2 separate regions of the Gossypium hirsutum genome follow, and region 1 is linked to region 2. A link is a contact called in public Hi-C data. All regions are on one chromosome and are shown on one strand. The core of a region is the stretch at or near the end of the contact, and the rest is flanking DNA. Distances in the headings are between cores, read along the strand shown. Region 1 holds the start of LOC107912814 (mitochondrial outer membrane protein porin 4). Region 2 holds the start of LOC107912852.

Region 1 (5,093 bases), core at 913-3,412, 150 kb before region 2:
AAATAAGTATATTAAAAATATGAATTTATCTTGCTATCAACCACTAAAAAATGAGATGTTACAAGTGAGTACTCACAAATCCTATGGCATGCCAACTATATCCAACGGCCTCAAAAAATCACAAGGCCAAAATATCCACAATTAAACATATATTTACTTACCGTTTTCTGCACATTTTCACGGCATATTTACATCGCTAACACAACATCATCACTGTCATTTGGCATATTAAATATGCCCACAACCAACACATTCACAAGAGCTATTACAATATATATCACATGTCACATTATCACAACTTAATACTCAATTCATATCACATAATCACATATTTTGCAAATTAAACGAGGGGTATAAGAAAGATTACACTCAAAAATTTGATTAGGGGTTTAGGCTACTCCTAAGCTCCCATTTAATACTATGAATCGTGTCTACAAGCAGCAATTTCAAACACCCACCGTTCGAGCTTTCGTCTAGTCGTCGAAAGCTTAAACTAGCTTTTCCTTTCCTTTCGCCTTGCTCGTCAAAGGCTCCAACAATTTTGAATCTTCAGCAAAATAAATCATACAGTAAACACAATTAATACTTAGCCATAGACTCACCTAAAGCAACAAAACACGCAGGCCTAAGCTAGTTCCTATTGAAACTGAAATTTTCAACTAGCATAGTCGAAACGCAAAAATCTCAATTCCTACTCATTCCTTTTGCTTAAAATAGATTCCAATCATCTAATTACTTACCTAAGAATGATTCTCAACCTTCAAACCACTCTAAACTACTCAAAATCATGGTTCCAAAATTTCGACCTATAATGGTCATTTTTCATGAAAACTTAGCAAAACCTTAAAAACTTTTAACAAAACTTTAAGGAGAGTTTAGAAGCCTTCTAATCACATTAAAACAAGTTGAAAATACTTCGAAACATTGATTTCATTCAAAATCCTGAATTTCACTATTAACGTCCCAAATTTCGACATTTACACAAAACATTTGATTCAATAGATAAAAACTCGATTTAAATAGCTAGAGTTTATAAGGAAACTATTAGGAAAAAGAAACATTACCTTGATTAAAGGGAAAACAAGCGTTTGATTGAAAATTCGGAAAACCTACAAGTTGAATGACAAGGAAATTAAAGGTGTTCTTTGTGCTTTTCTTGGTTTTCAAAGGGTGTTTTAATGCTAGGAAGATGATAGAAAAGGGATTGGAGTTTTGAATATTGAAATTGAAGGATGAAGGTTTGGGGTTTTTTCTTCCTAATGAACGACACAAAAGAAAAAGATGAAGGGTGCTTTCTCTCACTATTTTTTAACCTCAAAAATAGGGTGAAAAGGGGAAAATATGGGTTGATTTTAAAACTTGGTATAATTGCTTTAAAACTACTCCTAAATTAAACTCTTTTACAAAACAACCCTCTTTTTAAATTTAAAGCCTATTTCACACTATTTTCATAAATTAGTTCAAATTTTCTAAAGTCATAGACGAAGATATTTTCGGGTTACCACATTCCGAATTTTCAAACTCATTTCGTGCCATAATTTCAAAATTACCCTCAAAACTTCTAAACCCAATTTCGATATGTGACAATTGAAGTTGTAAAGCATCCAAGGTTAATAGCTCATCTAAGCTCGGTCAAGTTTGTATTACTTTGTATGTATAGTCATAACTAATGACATGTAATTAGGTTTAGTCTTGAGACTTAATACCTATTTTTATGGTTTCGTATGTGTTGATAATTGATTTATAAGGTTTTAGATGAAGAATTTCTATGCTCAATTAGTTGATGAATATGCATGTTTACAAGTGTTACTTTATTTAATATAGTTGGAAATGTATGAGATTTAATTTCTTTGATTTCTTGTTACAATGATAAATGAAATAAAAGTTAGTATAGTTGCTTCGACAACATAATGTAATGCCATATAATCGGATCCAACGATTGAGTTGAGTGTAGTGTGTCACAATAAAACTAACTTAAGTGAATTTAAAGTTAAGTTCTTACATTTTACTACACGATTTATTAGAGTAAAATTTTAACTCTGTAACACATATGTGTACAATAGAATTTCTAGATTAATTTTACTCTTATTTCATTTAAGGAGAAAAACTTTACTCTACGACAGTAAGATTATTTAAATCTTTTCCTGGGTCAAGCTCGTCATTTGCATAACGAAATATTTTGATATATTCGCTCTTAGTCTCACAGCACGGTGACAAAAGAATCTGTCACAGGCCCATAACATGTTAACCTCACAACGCCTATCGAACCTAAAATCTCCAATCAAATCAAAGATGCATCACGCTTTTTAAGAAACTGACCTAAAACCTCACCGTCTATTGAGAGTCTGCACGCTTCGACCCTTCCGCTTTCAAAAAATTTTCAACACACAAAATTGGTTTTAACAATTAAACACAATCTAAAGCGGTGTTGGTAGCAGCCGCTGCACGGTTTCGTGGCTGATCCTCTCTTCTCTCAAATCTTTGTTGTAAGTTCATTCTTCCTTTTTGATTCTTCAAGTTATTGTTTTAGTGATTCTGGTACTCAATCTAGGTGCGAGTGTTAATTGAAATCTTATGTTCTTACGGTCTGATTTCTGTGTCTTTTATATGAGCCGTACTATCTTCGTTTCTTGGAACTTTTCGGTTTCTTGCTTGCTTGCTTTGTTTATTTTAACAGCATTTCAGCCCTGAATGTGCTTGTAAAGCTGTGTCTTGTTTTAATAATTTGGGCATTTGCTTTTTGTTGGCAAAAAGCTAAATTTACATTTGGATATGGAAGCAAATTATACTTGTGAAGAATTGAGTAGTAAAAGTTTGGATTTCATGGATAAAAATAATGCTTGGTTTTTCTAAACACGACATGTGAAATGAATTTTGAGCTAGAAATTGTTTTATCATCTTCCCATATGCATTTGCTCTATAATTTATTCACCTGCTTTTCATTTCCTCTCAAGTAGAATGTTTCCAGAGCTGAAGTAATGATGATATCTTTATGGCATTTCAGGCTGTGGTTTATTGCCCTTCTATCAAGATGGCTGGACCTGCACCATTCGTAGATCTGGGGAAAAAAGCCAAAGGTATCAGTTGCATGTGCCTTTATTTTTTCTTGTCCGGTATTGTATGTTTCGATACTGTTTGGTATGCTTGCACTTGTCATAATCTTACCAGATGTTATTTTTTTATTGGCAACTCAAACTGATTTGATGCGTAATGAAGCTGGGAAGCTGCTTATCATAAAAAAAATGGTTGGGTAGAGGAATTGAAAAGATTAATGCAGTTAGGTTTTTCAAACACTTAATAAACCAAAGAAAATGCATATATTTCTGTGATAGATAACCAAAACAATTAATTACTATTATACTAGTACACTGAGGATTAACATTTGCACCATTACCTCAGTAAGATAATAGATAGATTTTACTTTTTCTGTTAGTGATGTGATGAATTGCCTTTCTTGGTCCGAGACTGTTGGGGACTTCTCTTGCTATTTGTAACTTTTGATGACTATTAGTTAGTACTTATCGTAGCTGCTTGTTTGTCTGTCATATTAGCCTGCTGTTATTTTCTTTTAGCTTTCATAGACTAATTATTTCCAAATATGTTTATGCAGACCTCCTGACAAAAGATTACAACTTTGACCAGAAGTTTACTCTTTCAATGCTGAGCACCACGGGAATGGTAATGTTTCCCCTATAAAACTTGTTTAACCTTTTACTGAACTGCTTTATTGGTTTACTAAATTCTTGGACAGAGCTTGATTAAAGTGCTTGAAAACTTAAAATTTTGCTTTGCTAAATGTTATGGCTTGAGAATATATAGTTGGTTTGGTAAATATTAGCAGAATGATTATCTAGGTTTTCACATATGAACATTGTGCTCTTGGGATGCTTTGTTTGGCCTGATATAAATTCCTTTCTGTTAAGCAATCTTCCTTGTGTATGTCCATGTTGTGCATGTATATGTGAAGGAATCAAACACAGGAAGCCCCTAATTTCATAATTATTTCAATCTTTTCTCTGCTAGTCATTACTCTGTTGTTAAAATGGATGACATTGGTAATTAAGTTATCATGTGACTATGGGTTGCGAAAGTTTTCATTAAAATGGGTGATGACATACTTAAAATTTTGTGTGGATGTTGTAACAAAAATCACTTATGTTCTGTCCTTGCAATTTCCCCTTCTTCAATTCCTTAATCTTCTGTTTGTTTTCTTCCCATATGAGTTGAAACAGTCATGGATTCTGTTCCTTGTATTACATACTAATCTTCATTTTTCTTTTACTACTCGCAAGTGTTAAAAAAGTGGGATGGAACTGGCTGTTTATACTGTTCAACTGGGAACAAGTGGTCTGTCCAGTCTGATACATTTAACAAAAAAAAAAAGTGAGCGTTTGGTGAACTAGTTGCAAATCAGTTTAACTGGTAAAGACTGGCTAAAAAAAGGATAATATCAGGGGAAAAAAGAACTCTTTTTATTACCTTTTGTTGTTACTTTTTTTATTTGTTGAAATTTGAACCTTTAACCTTATATGATCATGTATAAAAGACCATACTGGTAAACCAGATGCATATTTTTATTTACTAATTACCTTATCTAATTATTATTTAATATCAGAATCTTACATCTTACATCTAACATTTAATAGTTAATATTTCTTTAACTGAACTATCCTGTTGAACCGGTGACTTGGGAGTGCACTAGTTTGACATCCACTCCTGTTTTCTATTCATCAGTGTTCATTTCCAGCAGATATTTTATAGACACAGGTGTGGTTTTCTGCCTCCTTACATGTAAATAGCCTAAGAGCACTGGATATGGCAGAAAAGCCAACGTTTAAATATCTTATTCACTTTTACCTTCAGTAGATTCTAACATTGTTAAAGACAGTACTGCAGATAACTTCCCTTAAAATTGAAAAGAGCTCTTATTGATTATTTTGTTATATAAATTACTATATTGAACTGTAAATCAATTTGATTGTTACGTCATCTAATGTCATACTTAAAATGTTTTGCAGGGACTTACAGCCACAGGACTCAAGAAGGACCAAAATTTTTTTGGTGACATAAATACTGTGTATAAGAGTGGAAAT
Region 2 (5,238 bases), core at 1,872-4,371:
TATCCATTTGTTTACTGGTCTTTTTCCTTCTCTTTTGCAAGAACAATGAATTGAACAACAACTCGAAAGCTATAAATCGCAACTGAGGTTAGGCGTTCTATTTTTGTTTGTTGTTAAGTGATTTTGTGTTCTTCTGTTATTAGTATTAAATCTAATGGCACCACGCAAAGCACATCGCACTCAAGAACCATCAACTGCACATACCACCCCTTAGTACTCTAGCCTGACAGGTTTTCATATGCTAGAAAATCATTTAGGGTTCATATAAGACACGCACGTAAATGCACTTACACCATCCCAAAGTTGTTTCAATTCGTCTATTAATGGTTGCAAGTAGATGTCAATGTCTTTACCAGGACCTTTTTCACATGGTATTATCATTGATAAAATGAGAAATGAAGCCTTCATACATGTCTATGGTTCCATGTTGTACGGGACCAACACCACCAGTCACGTACTATGTGTGGTGTTCATTGTTCGAAAAGGATTGAAACCGTCACTTGCCAATCCTAGAAGAATATTGCGAGGGTCAAAAGCGAAGTCCAAAAACTTCTCATCAAAAGCTTTCTAAGCTTTAGTATCAATGGGATGTCGAGAAGTCCATCTTTGACATGAGAATGGTCATGCCAAGCCATAAAAGCCACAGTTGTGGATGACTTGAACAATCTTTTTAGTATCGGGATCAAAGGAAAGTACTTGAGGACTTTTGCAAGCTTTTGATGCGAAGGGGTTGTTGTTGCTTCCTTAGCTAAATCTTCAGTTCCTTTAACTGCACTTGTAACCCATCTCGAGAGCCCATATTTTTTACATGATGTAGCATTTGCATCCGAACCCCAATATAATGTACAATCATTTGGACATGCATGAATCTTGATATAACCAAGATAAAACTTCTTAAGAGTTTACTTTGATTCATAATATGTTGCAGGGAGCGAAGTGTGAAAAACATCATTTAATAAAACTAGTAATTCGGTAACTGGTTTTGCTAACCACCTATTCAAGGCCTTTATATGAAAGAGTCGCAAGAGGAATGATATGGTAGAGTCTTTTTGACAATCGGGATAAAGAGGTACCTTGCAATCATCCATAAGATTGTTGGTTTCACCGATGGTTCGTCCAACATCCTCAGAAGGAAGCAAAGTGGAATCAACATCACCTCCGCCATTAACATGATCACCGTGACTAAATTCATCTCTGTCATGTACTGGCACATTTAATCCAATAACCTCCATTATCAAGTCCCTAGTTCCTAAATCAACATCAATATCATTCAAACTTCTCGTATGACTTGCCATATTGGGGGAATTTGATGAAAAAATTGACGCAGAAGTTTTGCCATGAAAAATCCATCTCTTATACCACTTCACAAAACAATATAGACGAAGATGATTATGTACAACTTTAGGGCGGAGGAGAAATCTATTATAGCACTTCTTGCATGGAAAATATATGTTCTGGTTGTTTGTGCTATTCTTGGTGGCATATTCAATGAATGAAGCTATTCCATTCATGTAAACCATGCTAAATTTGGGAGCATCAATCCAACTTTTGTCCAATGTCTACATCATAAACAATACATCGACTTAGCCATTTCAGCGAATATGTAAGGTGCATGTTCAGTATCAAACTTATTCATTATTTGCATACATACATATGAAATAATTATATCACAAAATCATTCTTGCAATGGATATTTGGGATAATATACATAAAAGCAAATAAAAAAACCCCATTAAACTTGATGTAAGTGAATTTGAAATCATATGGATGGATAAATTTTCAAGATAGTGAAGATGGACATACCATTGTCTCTACCCCAAGATCGTGAATTCGTAAGGAAGCGAAAATTAGGGAGAATGAGAGACTAACGTTGGAAGAAAGAAAGCAAGATTCAAAAGACTTACAAAGAAAGTAAGAACGGAACATTTGGGTGTTTAAGTTTTGCAAAAAAATTTAGAGACCTACGGAGATGATGATTGGCGTCTCTACAATCAACAACCTAGGAGACCCAAGAAAGTGTCTCCATAGGTAATCCAGAGAGACGCGACCTAATGTCTCCATTAGTTAGTTCCAAGGAGACACAACAGAAACATCTCCTTAAGTTAGGCCTAAGGAGACGCGCTGTGGTGCTGTCTCTTCAATGCCTACCTAAGGAGATGCTACTTATGTGCATCTACATATTGATGCGAGTCAATTTAAAAAGATGCAACCCTGATGCGTCTCAAGTCATGTGTCACCTTTAACATGTTTTGTTGTAGTGTAAAAAAATTGAAATTTATCTTTCCATCAATGATCAAACCCTTGAATTAAATGAAGAATTTATTTTGACTAGAGTTTCATCTTATTGTTTTCTTTTCCCAAAATTTTGATTATTGCTTTCTTTGTTTTTTTTTTCTAAATTCTTAATTTTAATTTTTAAAGTTTTTTTTAAACAAAACCCCATTCCTCTTTATTTTATTTGTTTTAGTTGTAGGAATAAAATTCCCATCGATTTCTATGGATTTGACTTATTGCTTCTATTAATTATTCTTTTTGAAATATATTTTATTTTCGACGGATTCGACAATTGCACATTGCTTCAAAAATTTGATAAGAGATATATGATTTATATGGCTTACCTTAAAATAAAATACTCAAAGTCTACGGTGAGTCCTTATACTACTATGTAAAGTTCATTTTTAGTCTTTCTACTAAAAATTGCTCAAAATTTATCTTTATACATTAAAAATTTATTCAAATTATGACATCATTACAAATTGTTATTAAGTTACTGATAAAATTAGTAAAATATATCATATCCAACTAATTTATTCATGACTCGACCTATAAAAAAAAAATTAAGCATCCCCTCAAAAAAACATACGTATTTTTGAACTACCATATGATTGGAAAAAAATACCTAACTTAATAAGTTTTCTCAGTCACACAATAATTAAAAAGTACATGGATTTTTTTGGAGATAGTTGAGTTTTTAGGTCATGATATATATTTGTTCAGTTTGTTAATAATTTAAGGACAAATTGTAAAATTTAAAATAAAAATTAATATACGAGGAGTGATGTTTTTAGAGGGATTGAACTTAATATAAGTATTTAGGAGAGTAAATTGGAAGAAAGCCCAACAACCTCTTGAGAGGTTTGGGCCCATCACACCCATACCACTGCAAGTTCAACATCTCCGTGAAGTCAGTCCCCTCTCCTTGTTTTCTCTGCAAACAAAACCTAATCGCAGAGATCCAAAGTAAAACTCCTCCGTGGATCCAATTTGAAGGCTGTAATTCCATAGCCCTGGTGGATCTGCCCTACCAGATCGATACATCATCCATAATTCGAAAACAAAACAAAAAATGTCGTGCTTGGCTCTCTCTCTCCAGCCAGCCAACGGATCTGACATCCTTCTCCAAACCCGAGAATGGTTCCCTCCTGCCCGTGCTCTAATTGCTCTCCACGCCTTCCGCCAGACCCGTCTTGCCTTCTCCAACAAGTCCCCTTCCTCCGTCGCTGCTACCTCCTCCTCTTCCTCCTCATCTACTGCCGAAACTAGTGCTGCCACTGAATCCATCGGCGACGACCCCCTTTCCGCCTCCAGTGGCCAACTAATCGTCGGCGTTGAAAGTAAGTATCGCGTTGTTTACCGCCTTGTAAACTCCATTTACGTCCTCGGAATCACTACTGCCGATCACGACAATTCGATCAACGTATTTGAGTGCATCAATATCGTTAACCAAGCCGTTAGTGTCATCGTGACGGCCTGCCGTGGCGTCGACGTCACCCCTGAAAAGCTCTCCCGAAAATACGCCGAGGTTTACATGGCACTCGACATCGTCCTACGTGGAGTCAGCAACATCCGTCTCGCTGCCATGCTCTCCTATATGCACGGCGACGGGATTGCCAAGATGGTCCATTCCGCACTCGACACTGAAGCCAAGATACGTGGTGCTGACACGTGGCCTGCCGTCGAACTTCACTCCACCGAACACCAATCCAACATTGAAGCCTTTTCCAATGCGAGTTTCGAATTGCCTCCGGAAACTCTAGCGGCTGGCGATCAGAAAGTTTCAACGATTGTACCTCAAAGTACAATTGAGCAAGACGAGAAAATGATTAAAGCAGAGGAATCAGAAGCAGAGAAGGATCCATTTGCTGCCAGTGAGGCCATAAATAAGCAAGAAGATTTAGTCGGAGGGTTTAAGAAGACGAAGGATGCATCAGCTACTGATTTAACATTGGCGTTGGCAGGGTTAGAGGTGACTACATTGCCCCCGGCTGAAGCAACCCAATCTACGGACATTACTGTTGAAGGGTTTGAGGGGAAGTACGGAGGAATTGAGTTTGGCAGTGAACAGGCTACTCTTGGAGAAGCTTTTGAAGGGTTTACTGATGCTTGGGGTGGAGGCTTGGATGCTTCGGAATTTTTGGAAAATAAAAAGGTTAAGAAACAGGAAGGGCTTAGTGGGCTTGAACTTTTGCAAACTGGGGATAGTGCTGCTCCAACTGCAGCTGCGGCTGGTGCTGATGGAGGGAAGTCTCTTGAGAATCTTTTGGTGAAGAGTACTGAGATGAAAGGTCCCGAAATGTATATCTTGGAGGAGATCAGTGCGGAGTTTAGGGAATCATTGCTCGCTAGAGTTGGACTAATGGGTGTGGTTTACTTGAGAACGATGCCTCCTAGAGTTTCTGGTGATAAGGATACTGAGTTTTCATTTCGTGTTGAAGGAACTAGTTCGGTTAAGAGGTTTGTTATACAGAGTTCTCGGTGTAGTAGCCTAGGAAATGGAATGTTTCATGTTAGAACTCCCCCATCTGAGGAGCCTATACCAATTTTGAAGTACAGTTTGTTACCTAGGTTGACACCATTGCCTCTGAGAGTTAGGTTGATCAAGCGTCTTAGTGGGACATTACTTTCTGTGATGATACAGTATGTTTCAAATCCGGAGTTACTAGCACCATTGACTGATGTAACTTTTGTTCTGAAATTGCCCGTTGATCCAACATTGTTAAAGGTTTCACCTAAAGCTGTGTTGAACAGATCAGAGAGAGAACTGAAGTGGCATGTGCCAGAGGTTCCACTGAAGGGTACTCCTGGCAAATTGAGGGTAAGGATGCCTTTGGATTCTGCTGACATTGATGAAGAACTAGAAGTTGTTGGTTATGTAAAATTTTCAGTGCAAGGAGCTACTTCATTGTCTGGGGTCTGTCTAAAGCCTGCTACCGAGGGTAAGACAGATTTTTATGAGGT

What was found. A called contact is a pair of places that touch in the nucleus more often than the background predicts.
Region 1: a Hi-C map of hypocotyl shows a contact between it and region 2, with 2.0 times the contacts expected there. The contact joins the promoter of LOC107912814 here to the promoter of LOC107912852 in region 2. A contact is called at or near these places in 3 of 34 Hi-C or Micro-C datasets (callus, hypocotyl and leaf).

What each region holds. Positions count from the first base shown.
Region 1 is chrD08:18,740,482-18,745,574 of Gossypium_hirsutum_v2.1, reverse strand. It overlaps LOC107912814 (mitochondrial outer membrane protein porin 4), which reads left to right and starts at 2,162. Exons shown (of 7, transcript XM_016841157.2): 1 at 2,162-2,486; 2 at 3,005-3,077; 3 at 3,611-3,678; 4 at 5,019-5,093. The coding sequence starts at 3,032.
Region 2 is chrD08:18,590,996-18,596,233 of Gossypium_hirsutum_v2.1, reverse strand. It overlaps LOC107912852, which reads left to right and starts at 3,121. Exons shown (of 1, transcript XM_016841207.2): 1 at 3,121-5,238. The coding sequence starts at 3,347.